Regions from separate parts of the Zea mays genome. Here region 2 is linked to region 1. Evidence: chromatin contacts called from public Hi-C data. All regions are on one chromosome and are shown on one strand. The core of a region is the stretch at or near the end of the contact, and the rest is flanking DNA. Distances in the headings are between cores, read along the strand shown.

What was found. Hi-C and Micro-C count contacts between places; a contact is called where the count stands out from the background.
Region 2: a Hi-C map of endosperm shows a contact between it and region 1, with 1.9 times the contacts expected there. The contact joins the promoter of LOC107546770 here to the promoter of LOC100272554 in region 1. A contact is called at or near these places in 6 of 25 Hi-C or Micro-C datasets (bundle sheath, ear, endosperm and 2 more).

The regions. Positions count from the first base shown.
Region 1 is chr2:43,955,280-43,960,566 of Zm-B73-REFERENCE-NAM-5.0, reverse strand. It overlaps LOC100272554 (Protease Do-like 8 chloroplastic), which reads left to right and starts at 3,472. Exons shown (of 13, transcript NM_001365562.1): 1 at 3,472-3,707; 2 at 4,166-4,290; 3 at 4,440-4,522; 4 at 4,618-4,716; 5 at 4,934-5,000. The coding sequence starts at 3,574. LOC100285160 (ATP-dependent RNA helicase SUV3) reads right to left here and starts at 3,291. Exons shown (of 2, transcript NM_001158054.2): 1 at 1,085-3,291. The coding sequence starts at 3,210.
Region 2 is chr2:44,176,603-44,182,158 of Zm-B73-REFERENCE-NAM-5.0, reverse strand. LOC107546770 (Pectinesterase 5) reads right to left here and starts at 2,103. Exons shown (of 2, transcript NM_001322852.1): 1 at 1,105-2,103; 2 at 97-1,027. The coding sequence starts at 2,098. The coding sequence ends at 333. It overlaps LOC100383094 (Galactose mutarotase-like superfamily protein), which reads left to right. Exons shown (of 5, transcript NM_001175765.1): 5 at 1-103. It also overlaps a transcript of LOC100273682 not described here.

The DNA of each region.
Region 1 (5,287 bases), core at 2,223-4,722:
GCACAACAAAATATTGAAACACCTTATTCTAACCAGGAAACTATATCTCTCAAAAGAATGATCACGGGAAATGGTAACGATTGTTCTCCTTGTGGGGAAATATGATCAGAAAACTTAAGTGAGCTTAATCAATGCAAGCAGCTTTCAGATAATAATAAAAACATAACCCTGTTTATTAACTATTTGCTGTTCCACTGCATGGTGCACACTGAAAACTGTATAGAGCAGCGAATTTGGCATGTTGTAACTAATTTTATTAGCTAATAAAATTGCCTAATATGCTAAAAGCATGACAGCTGTATAAAAAACACCGGATTATCAATCAGCTTCATTATACAGACAGGTACCACTAAGCAAATCTAGCAAACTAGCACCTTTAAGTTTGATAACAGTATATGAGCACAAGATTTACCGTTTGAACTTGTCCACTGGAGCTGTTTTCAAAATTAACATACTCATTAATGTCACATAATAATACAGAGTTATCATGAGTTCATGACCCATCCAGAACAAATCTAAAGACACCACAAGTTACAGGTTCATGAAATCAATACATTATCTGTTCGGGTGAGATTTGACAAGGATATATGGACTTCTCTTGGGGGTTCATGGTGCAATTAGTTTGCAGGTGCAAAAAATGGTTATAAAATATATCAATGCTTGCTCAGAGATATGTATTATATACCACAAAAAAATCATGGGCATCGGCAAGAAACATACCCAAGTTAACTCATTTACCTAGAGATGGACTCAAATTGTTAGAAGTGTTTGTTTTTCCTGGGAGTACTGAACAACTTCACAAGTTGGTCACAAAAAGTACAAGCTCTGAACATACTGCAAGGCAAAGGACAATTTCCCAGCTACAAGGGATATCGGGATTTTTGTGTGTGTGTGTGTTGGGGGGGGGGGGGGGGGGGGGGTAGGAGCTACATTTTCACAGGTAAGTTCGCAACAGATAATTCTCCAATTAAAGCAGAGGCAAACAACAAAATCCAGAATATCTGAAAACTTATGAGTATATTCTTCCACACTGAATGATTGAATTACTTAACTTTCTAAGGCAGAAAAAGGATGGGTTGGATACCTTAGTGTTTTATCAAGTGCCCTTGGCCGTTCATAACCATTTGTAGGAACATCATTTGCACTTTCATTTGATGCTTGTTCCTCATTGTACTCATCCTTTCCTTCTCGTCGCCCCCTAACTTGCTGTCTTGATTCAGGCTTCCAGCATGCTTTCGCAAGCGACTTGCCAAGTAAATCAGCAATATTTATTGCCATGTTTTCAGCCTGCTGCACATGAGGAAAGTTATCTTCCTCAAAATGATGTGACAACCATAGATACATTGATAGGACCTGATGTTTTGTCTCAAGGTCCAGAAGCTCAGCGTCATTTTTTGCAGAACCCCTTGGTATTCCCATTGCGATGCCAACACGACGGCTATGAGAATAGTTGGTGGCAAATCTTAAAAGATGGTACATGGCTTTTGGATCCCTTATATTTACCGGAGCAAAGCAAAAATTATAGCGATCCTTGAGGCATAGCCCCTGCACCCTCTCAAGCATATTAGCAACCTTCTTGATACTGTCCTGCTGGCACATGAAGTATGTTTTATCGATGCGACAACTATCACGGAATTTATCCAACAGATCATTAAAAGAAAGGTTAGGGAATTGGCTGGCAAACATTTCAACTTGCTCAAAGCAAGGAAAAATACCAGCTTTTTGTGCCTCCTCAAATGGCTGCTGCAGGCACTGAATCAAATAATCTAAATCATCTTTCAAGAAAGTTGTTGTGAGTCCATCTGGATAGACACTGCCCCTCCGACCAGCACGACCAGCAATCTGCTTTACCTGCGAAGCGGGAACTGGAACCATCCTTTCCCCATTGTATTTTGCCAAGCTATAGAACACAACTCTCCTAATGTTAAGGTTCAGCCCCATACCGACTGCATCACTTGCTATAAGCACATCATACTCATTATCCTGCTCGTTGAACAACTTTGCTTGTTGTCGTCGTGTCTCTGGTGGCAGAGCTCCATAGATAACACAACACTTGTGCTTTGTAAACTTCTCAATTGCCAGCTTCACCTCGAATATCTCCTTGCGTGAGAAAGCAACAACGCAGTCACCAGAGCGGATATTCTTGAGGTCCCCAAGAAGTGTCTTTGCTTCAACAACAAGAGGCTTGAATCTCTCATATTGATGCACCACTAAATCATCCCCAGTATCTGCACAAATCTTCTGGACAATCTTGAGCACGCTAGGGTCACCGCAGAGGTGTATCTCATCCGCCTTGAGCCCAAGCACAGCGCGCGACCACGCAAAGCCCCTGACAGGGTCAGCCATCATCTGTATCTCATCAACCACGGCGACTTCGTAGAGCTCCTCAGTGGACATCATTTCAATGGTACATGCGACATGGTTGGAGAAAGGCACTTCCTTAACCTCTTGTCCAGTGCGCAGGCTGCAGTAGACACCGAGCGCATTGACCTTGTCGAAGATCTCCATGGCGAGGAGACGGAGCGGGCTGCAGTAGACCCCAGACTTGGCTGCGGCAAAGCGGGTGAGCGCGTTGTGCGTCTTGCCGCTGTTCGTGGGCCCGCAGTGGTACACGATACGGCGGCGCATAGCGCGCGCGAAGGGGTACCAGGTGTGCGGGGCCGTGAGGTCGGCCGCGGCCATGACCGACCTGTGCTGCCTCAGCTTGTCTGCGAAGTTGGAGAAGCAGAACTCTGCGAAGGCCGGGAGGAGGAGCTCGTGTGCGTCCTCAGCGGGGAGCGAGAGGAGATGCGCCGCGGACTCCCGGGAGAGTCGCGGGAGGATGAACGCGCGGAAGCGGCGGACGTAGGATGGGAAGGCAGAAGAGGGGACGTAGAGCGCGAGCGCCTGGTCGGATATGGCCGGACTTTTGGCGAAGCCGCGGACGAGGCCTACAATGGCATCCCACGTGGCCTTCGGCAGGCGGCAGGATCCGACGGCGGGGTCCGAGGCGGATAGCTCGCGCCATAGCTTCTTCGGGTCAAGAGAAGACGTCGGTTTCTGGGTGGGATCGCCGGCTGATTCGCCGGTGGAGAAGAAGCGGTGTTGGGGTGGGAGCCATGGGGACGAGGGTTGCGGAAAGGTGCGGTGGAGGTGAGAGAGGAGAGGTAATATGAGACGGTGGTGCGAGGTGGAGCGGCGGAGAAGCGCCGCGGCAATGGCGGCGGCCATGAGGTTGGTTGGTTAGGCCGGCGGCATGAGGCTGGGGCCTGGGGGAAGAACGACTGAACGAGGGATCCAAATCCTGTGAACGTCATAGGAACGTCCGATGCCATCCTTTGAATCCGACGGTAGCAAATAATCCCATGTAAACAGAGAACGGGGTCTCGGCCTACAAGCCCATTGCGGCCCGGGAGCGGCCCACAGGCTCAAGCGAGGTGCCATGGAGTGGAGGCAAGAGAACAGAGATGTCAGATGTCAAACGGCAACCCCTCCAGCTCCTATCCCCAAACTCGATTGCAGCTCGTGCACCACACACGGACACGAATCCTCCTCCGGTCCTCCCTCTGGGAAACCAGGACTACCTCGGATCAGATGCAGTGCCTACCCTGCGGACCGTCCACCAACGCGCCCGCTGCGCATGCCGCGGCCAGGAGCGTCAGCCGTCGGAGGGTTGTCGTCGAGGGCGTCACCTCGGCAACCCACGACAGCGAGGAAGCGCCTCCAAGGTCTCACAACTTGTTTCCGCAATTCCGCCCACCAGGATGTTTTTTTCTCTTTTCTTTTTATGTGACTTGATTTTGATCGGCAGAACCAAGCAGTTCTGGGTTGCTACATACTTTGCTCGTGTTTGTACTTGGCGGTTTCCATTCCAATTCCCATTCTTTTTGTTCTTCAAGTGTACTGTGTGGTGTGTGGCACCTGTGGTAAACTAGTTCCGTACTTCCGTTTGGCATCAGATAAGTGGTTGTGGTTGGCTGGTTGCTACAAGATAAGAGCGTGTTTATTAAAAAAAGTCATGATTTGTTAAAATACTCTACATACCCCCATACCATTTCTATTTCTGTCACTCTGTGCAGTTACTATAGATGTTGCTATCGGTTCGCGTAGATTTTAGTTTTCTTATCATATGATTTTACTTGTTAGCTGGATTCTTCTCTTTATTTTTTATTTCTGAATCCTCCAGGTCAATGAGGGCAACAGGTGACCGTGGTGCAATGTCAAGCAAAACCTTATGGCTCGTGTCAAAGAGGAAGCTTATTGCTTTGTCAGCCTTTTGTCTTAGCTTACATTCTTCAAGGTACTTTCCAGGTTCGGACTGAATGACATCGTATCTAGGTGTTCTTAGAAATACTCTCAGTACCTTTCACAATGGCCAGACAATTTCCTCTTTGCAATAGGTTGCTTTTTAATTGTCCATGGTATATGGACCCTTTTAATGTGCCATTTTCTTACTGCAGCATTTGCTTTGGGTGATACGTCTGTCAAAATCGAGGATGTGACTCCTAAGATTTTTCCATCTGGGCCATTATTTCCAACTGAGGTCAGTGTTCAGTTGGACCTACTTGCTTGGTTTATCCGATAAGCTTGTTCTCAAGATATATTTATGCTTCTTTGGGTCATGCTTATGAATGGCAGAAACGGATTGCAGAGCTATTTGAAATAAATACTTACTCAGTTGTGAACATTTTTGATGCAACACTACGGCCGCAGCTTAATGTTACTGGTGTTGTGGAGGTAAACTAAAAGAATTACATGATCTAAGTTCAGGCTCAATAGTATTTGTTAATTTTTTAACACACAGGCGCACACACACGCACACAGACAGGAAAAAAAATCCGCTCATATGTGGTTCTGTTCTCATCAGTATCTTTTGTACATAGTGTTTAACATAATATTAATATACAAAGGTCTGAGAAGGACCTGTTTTAATGAAACTTTTCATTCATTTTAGATCCCTGAAGGAAATGGTTCTGGTGTAGTGTGGGACGATTTTGGACATATTATTACAAATTATCATGGTATGTTAATCTTAGACTATCACATCTCTATCAGCCAAGCTCTCGCTCACTCGCCCTCTCTTTTATCTGCTTTCTGGTCGCTCGCTCTCTGTTGCCAGACGTGAATAGTCGGCTCAAGAACACATAGTTGTTTTGGCACTGCAGAACTTCACAGCTTTCCAGTTTATCTTTTCCCATTTATAGACTCTTACAAGACTCAAGTGTTCGGCCTATCCACCACCACAGTGGCTTGTGCAGGATCATGACGGGCACGATCGGCACAACAAACTCCTAGACTCTCACACGAT
Region 2 (5,556 bases), core at 854-3,353, 220 kb before region 1:
TGGTTTGATGTACAACGTTCGTTATTGGTGTTTGAGACGTACCTAGGCGAATACTGAGGGTTTGATCAGCTGCCCTGCAACAACAGAGTCAGTGGATTTTTTTAAAACACACAAACTATGCATTAATCAATGACGCAACAGATCACTGTCCAAAATATTTTTCGTTTCCTGAAAATTTTCACCAAGAGAAACAACCAAAGGAATCAAAAAGAAAAGAAAAAAAGGGTAAAGGTACAAACGTTAGCCCTCCTGTCCTGCGACACCTCAGGTACAAACATGTATGTACCACCTCCCTAGCGTGTGCTGTATATACCATGCCATGCATGCGGTCTTTAGAACTTGAACCCGAGGATGTGCGGCGTGCCGGTGAACTTGAGCCACAACCCGCCGTCGATGAACGGCCCGGCGGTGAACTGCTCGGCGTCCTTCCGGCCGATGACGTGGAACCCAGGCCAGGTGACCCTCTTGCTGGTGCCGGCGCCGGGGCCGCGGTTGTTGTACTCGGCGTAGTAGAGCGTCTTGATGCCGAAGTCGCCGTTCCAGGGCATGTAGCCCTCGGGCTTGATGAAGTCGGCGATGGTGCTCTCCATGATGACGAGGCGCGAGAACTCCTTCCAGGGTCGGCCCAGGTACGAGGGGATCTTGAAGCGGTCGGGGAAGAGCTTCTGGTCGGGCACCAGGCGGCAGTTCTGGATGACGAGCCCCGACTTCATGTTGGGGTCCGTGCGGCCGTGCGCGGTCACCGAGTTCTGCTGGTTGTCCATGGGCCGCCGCGTGACGATGAGGCAGTTCTGGAACACCGCCGCCGAGTTGCCGAAGATGAAGTCAATGGTGCCGGAGATGACGCAGTTGCGGAAGAACTGGCGCCGGGCGTGCACGTACAGCGTGTCCTGGAACGCGTCGAACCGGCAGTTGTAGAACGCCGCGAGGTCTCCCTGAACGCGGAGCGCCACCGCCTGGTGCCTCTCCGCGCCGGCCGTGTTGTGGAAGCCCATGTTCTTGCAGATGAACCCGGACGCCTCGACGGCTGCCAATCCATATCCATAAAGTTCCTGGCACGTCTATGTACATATAAAATGGTGGTGAAGAAGAAGGCTCGCTCACAGAATGTGGCGGTCTTCATGGTGGTGATGCCGTCAGCGAAGCTCTTGCGGCCGGTCACGCGGCTTTGCTTGGGCCCGTCGCCGTACATGAAGACGTTGACCTTGTCCTTGGGGACCATGACGATCTCGTCGTAGAGGCCGGCCTTCACGTAGATGACGTACCTCCCCTGCTGGCCCTTGGGCATGGCGTCCACAGCCTGCTGGATGGTCTTGAACTGGCCGCTGCCGTCCTTGGCCACCACCGCGTTCGGCTTAGGCTGGTTGCCCGCCGCCAGGAGCTTTCTCTCCGGCGACCTCATCCACACTGGCCAGCCTTTTTCGTCCTGCTCCGACAGGAGCCGGCGACGCGAGTCCTTCTTGAACATGCCGAGGTCCAGCTTCTTCAGGATCCCGCCGAGGCTGTTGGTGATGGCGAGCGCGTTGCTGCTGAGCTCGGTGGCGTTGCGCAGCACGGTGTGCATGTCGGCCTTGAGCTTCTCGTCGACGAAGCCGTCGATGCAGGTGTCCATGAACGTCATGACGCCCGTGAGCCATGTCTCGAGGTCGTCGGACCGGCTGATAAGCACCTTGATGTCGCCGCCGGCCATCTCGAGCATGCCCCTGAGGTCGTCAACGGCGTCCTCGAGGAGCTTCTTGCAGTCCTCTCGCGCGCTCTCGGTCATGGAGTCGCTGGCCTTAGCCTCGCCGATCGTCTTGGACTGCTCGACCGCTGTTTTCACCGACTCCAGCGCCACCTTGGCAACGCTGTGGAACACCTCCTTGGGGTTCTCGGTGCCATTGGTGGCCTGGGAGAGCGTCTTCTCACACGACTCCTTGTACAACGTGGGCGCGCACAGGGACTCGACCGACTTGCCGGACGTGGCAATGGAGGCTTCCCCCGGGACGGTGAAGTCGTCGCCGGCCTTCTTGCCGGAGTGGGTGACGGTGGCGACAACGCCGACGACCACCGCGACGACGACGATCGCCCACAGGCCACCTAGGAGAGCATTTGCCATCTTGGGCCACAAGCTTGTTGTTGAATCGGACGGGGAGCAAATTTATAGCGACCATGACGATCAAATGGCTGCGTACGGACGTGGATGCATGGTTTCAATGTTGTGTGGCGGCCCGTGTTCGTTGGGAGTCGCTATATTTTGACGTGCAGAAGAGCATCGTCTATTTGAGAGGTAAAGGACGTGGTCAATAGGTTTTCCGTTCTGGATATTTGGGTAGCTCTTTTACGTTTCAGTGTCTTGTAGCACCTTTTCTAAAATGGGCTGTGCTAATTCTGGAGGACAAACGGTATTGTGATGAGCCTAGATTGGACGGAGAGTCAGAGATCTTCATTAAGTATATATTTTTTTTTCCTTTGGGCTTAGCTTTTTTTTTGTCTTTGCTCAAGTTGCTTAGTATATATGATCTTCCCCAAATATGAAGTTGCTTATTATTGTTGGTACTCGTCACTATTTGTTCGCATGTTACCATAGCCATTGGCTTAGATGGTAATAATGAATTGCTACCTCATTCGAGTGGTAAGTCAGATTAAGGGTGTGTTTGGTTGAATGGAAGAGAATGTAACTATTTCATTCTTATTTTTTGGATGTTTGGCTTCAAACAAAAGAGGAACGGAACGGCTCTTGGAGTCTCCATATTGAAATATTAAAATTTACCATAGTTGAAATACTCCCGCTCTACCAAAACGACCGTATGCGAGCACTCCTCTAGACATGAGCACTCGGACACCCATCGGTCTACCTCTGGCTATGCAGTGTTTCTTGTGGCCAACCTCATCTCTTAGTCCTCCAAGTGAGTGTCAGCATGTGGTCTCACGCTCCAGTGTGCTGAGGGTGAGTACCTAGTTGTCGACAATGGGGTGGCTAAGGCAAGCTGGATGCACCAACTCAGCTCCTCCAGGAGCTTCACAGTCCCCTCACCAGTAGCACACTTGTCTACCACGACAACGTCAGCGTCATCTAACTCTCTGTCAACCCCGCCCAGCACTGCTGATCAATAGAAGACAATTGATCATGAAAATCAATAGAAATTGCAACTTAGCATGGAATTGATCATGGAATTTAATCTATAACCCAGCAATTGATCATGAAAATCAATAGAAGAAAATACAATGGTTCTTAAACAAGCACATGTTTATCTTTACCAGTAGGTTCACAGGTTACCGAACTGTAACTAAGATTATGTTGAAGAGGCTAGGTAGTCGTACATGTCTTTCAGCCACGAATTTCCTACCAGTTCTCAGATACTTTTAATTGAAATTTTCCTACTCAAGTTGACATACTTGCAACTTAGCAAATCTCACCTAAATGCACAGACACACAGTACCACCCTGACAAAAGGCCAAGAGCACACCAAAACTCACCAGAATGATCAATTTAAATTATTGTTGCAATACATAGCCACCAAGAATACTTGACAACCTGCAAAAGAGACACAACATCCTTGAATGAGCAGAAATTGCAAAAGAAATGTCAAAGTAAAAATAAAAATCAGCAAAGCAAGGTTACAAGGCAACCGCAGCAGGTTAGCTAGATTCAGGGAAAGGTTTAGCCCATCTCATCCAGTTTCTGCACCTGTACTCAAGCACAGACAAAGGGTGACTACCATTCACCGATACATACACATGTTATATATGCAATGGAATGATAAGAGGGGGTTCACTGTACTAAACTACTAATTTGTGGTTCATGTACACATCGAACCCAGCATATAAAAAGATTATTATGTCAAATAACCTGGCAGAAAAAAAGATGCCACTAAACCAAATGCAAACATGGAACTATATGTACATTTAGTAATACTCCCTCTGTCTCAAAATAAAATTCGTTTTAGCAAATTAGTGGGTTCATGCAACACTTAATGTATATGTTTGGTATATGTCTAGATTCCATTTGAATATAGACATAAAAATTAAGAGCTAAAACAACTACTATTTGGAAAGTTTCCCTATGTACCATTGAATTTTATACTCATTCCTTGTGTGCTATTGAGTGACATATATGGAATTTTTTGTGTGTGTATGATATATGGGGCCAGTGGCACACAAGGAACGAGTATAATTTCCTATGGCACACAAGGAATTGCCCCCTACTATTTTGGGACGGAGGGAGTACTAAAAAAACTCAACATCATTGTGGTTCAAAAACTGAACATAATCTGATCAATCATTTATATAATTTATTGATAACATAAGGAAAGAGAATAAAGTGACAACTTTATATGGTCAAACACTGATGATCAGTGAAGTTCTGAAATGTGATACTGGCATGCAACTTTCCACTGAGTTATGAGATCAAAAAAGAAATGCCACCTGAACTCCTTATATATGAACATTAGCAATTTAGCATGTCAACAGTACATGTATGGTTTACCCGATTTGAAATTAAAAAATTGAACAACGCCACTATAGTATACTAACACGAGATAAGTTTCACCACACTTTGACATGAACCAGTATTAAATCAAAACCTAAGCAAAATGTTTTGCATTTATTCATGATCAATGTTTTGACGATATGCATACTTTGTACTTGCAATAGGAAATTAGTGTCATGACATGTCAAAGCACTTAACAATCACCTGTATAAATAAATTATAAATTATGTCAATCAGCAAGCACCGAAGCAGTAAGCAATCTTCTGTGCACCAATAACAAACCAACCATTAGCCTCTTCCCAAAACTGATTAACCATATGTTTGATCTGGGACATAGTGGGATGGGATAGTTTTGACCCTGATTTTTAAGATGGGATGATCCAGTTTCATGTCTGCGTTAGGGAGATGGGCCCATCTATACATGTACATGTGGGCCGGCCTGGCCCGGCACGGCACAGGCCCACAAAAGCACGGCCCACAAAGGCACGGCCCACAAAAGCACATATCTAATTATGGGCCGTGCCGTGCCAGCACGTGTGCCCAGTCATCGGCCCACGGCACGGCCCACAATTAGTTATGTGTGCCAGGCCGGCCCAAATAGCCCAAAATACCTTAATGTGCCAGACCGGCTCATATACATACAACAGTAATATATCAACAAAAAGTATAAAATATATATGACCAAAATAAAACTAAGATGTTTTGTGGATGCACATTATAAACCTTTGGTCAGAAAGAAAAAAAATAGTACAACTAGCTCACAAATAATATTCAGTTCTCTGTTTAGTGTTTAATTGAGTACTATACATCCATACAGAATACATATACAATGATCATCATCACTATTCACTATCCATATCTAGGTATTGGTTCTCGATGGCTTATTGAAGCTCTAGATTTTCCAAGTTATGCTAGTCATGTGGGCTTTGACGGATCTTAGTTAAATACTGAGTCTATATTTAGTGGGCCTCGGTAGGCCTTAGTTAAATGGGTCGTGCCAGGCCGGCCCGTGGGCTTGAATTGAGGCCCCGGCACGGCCCACAATATGGGCCGTGCCGGCCCAGGCCCACAATTAGGTTGGGCCG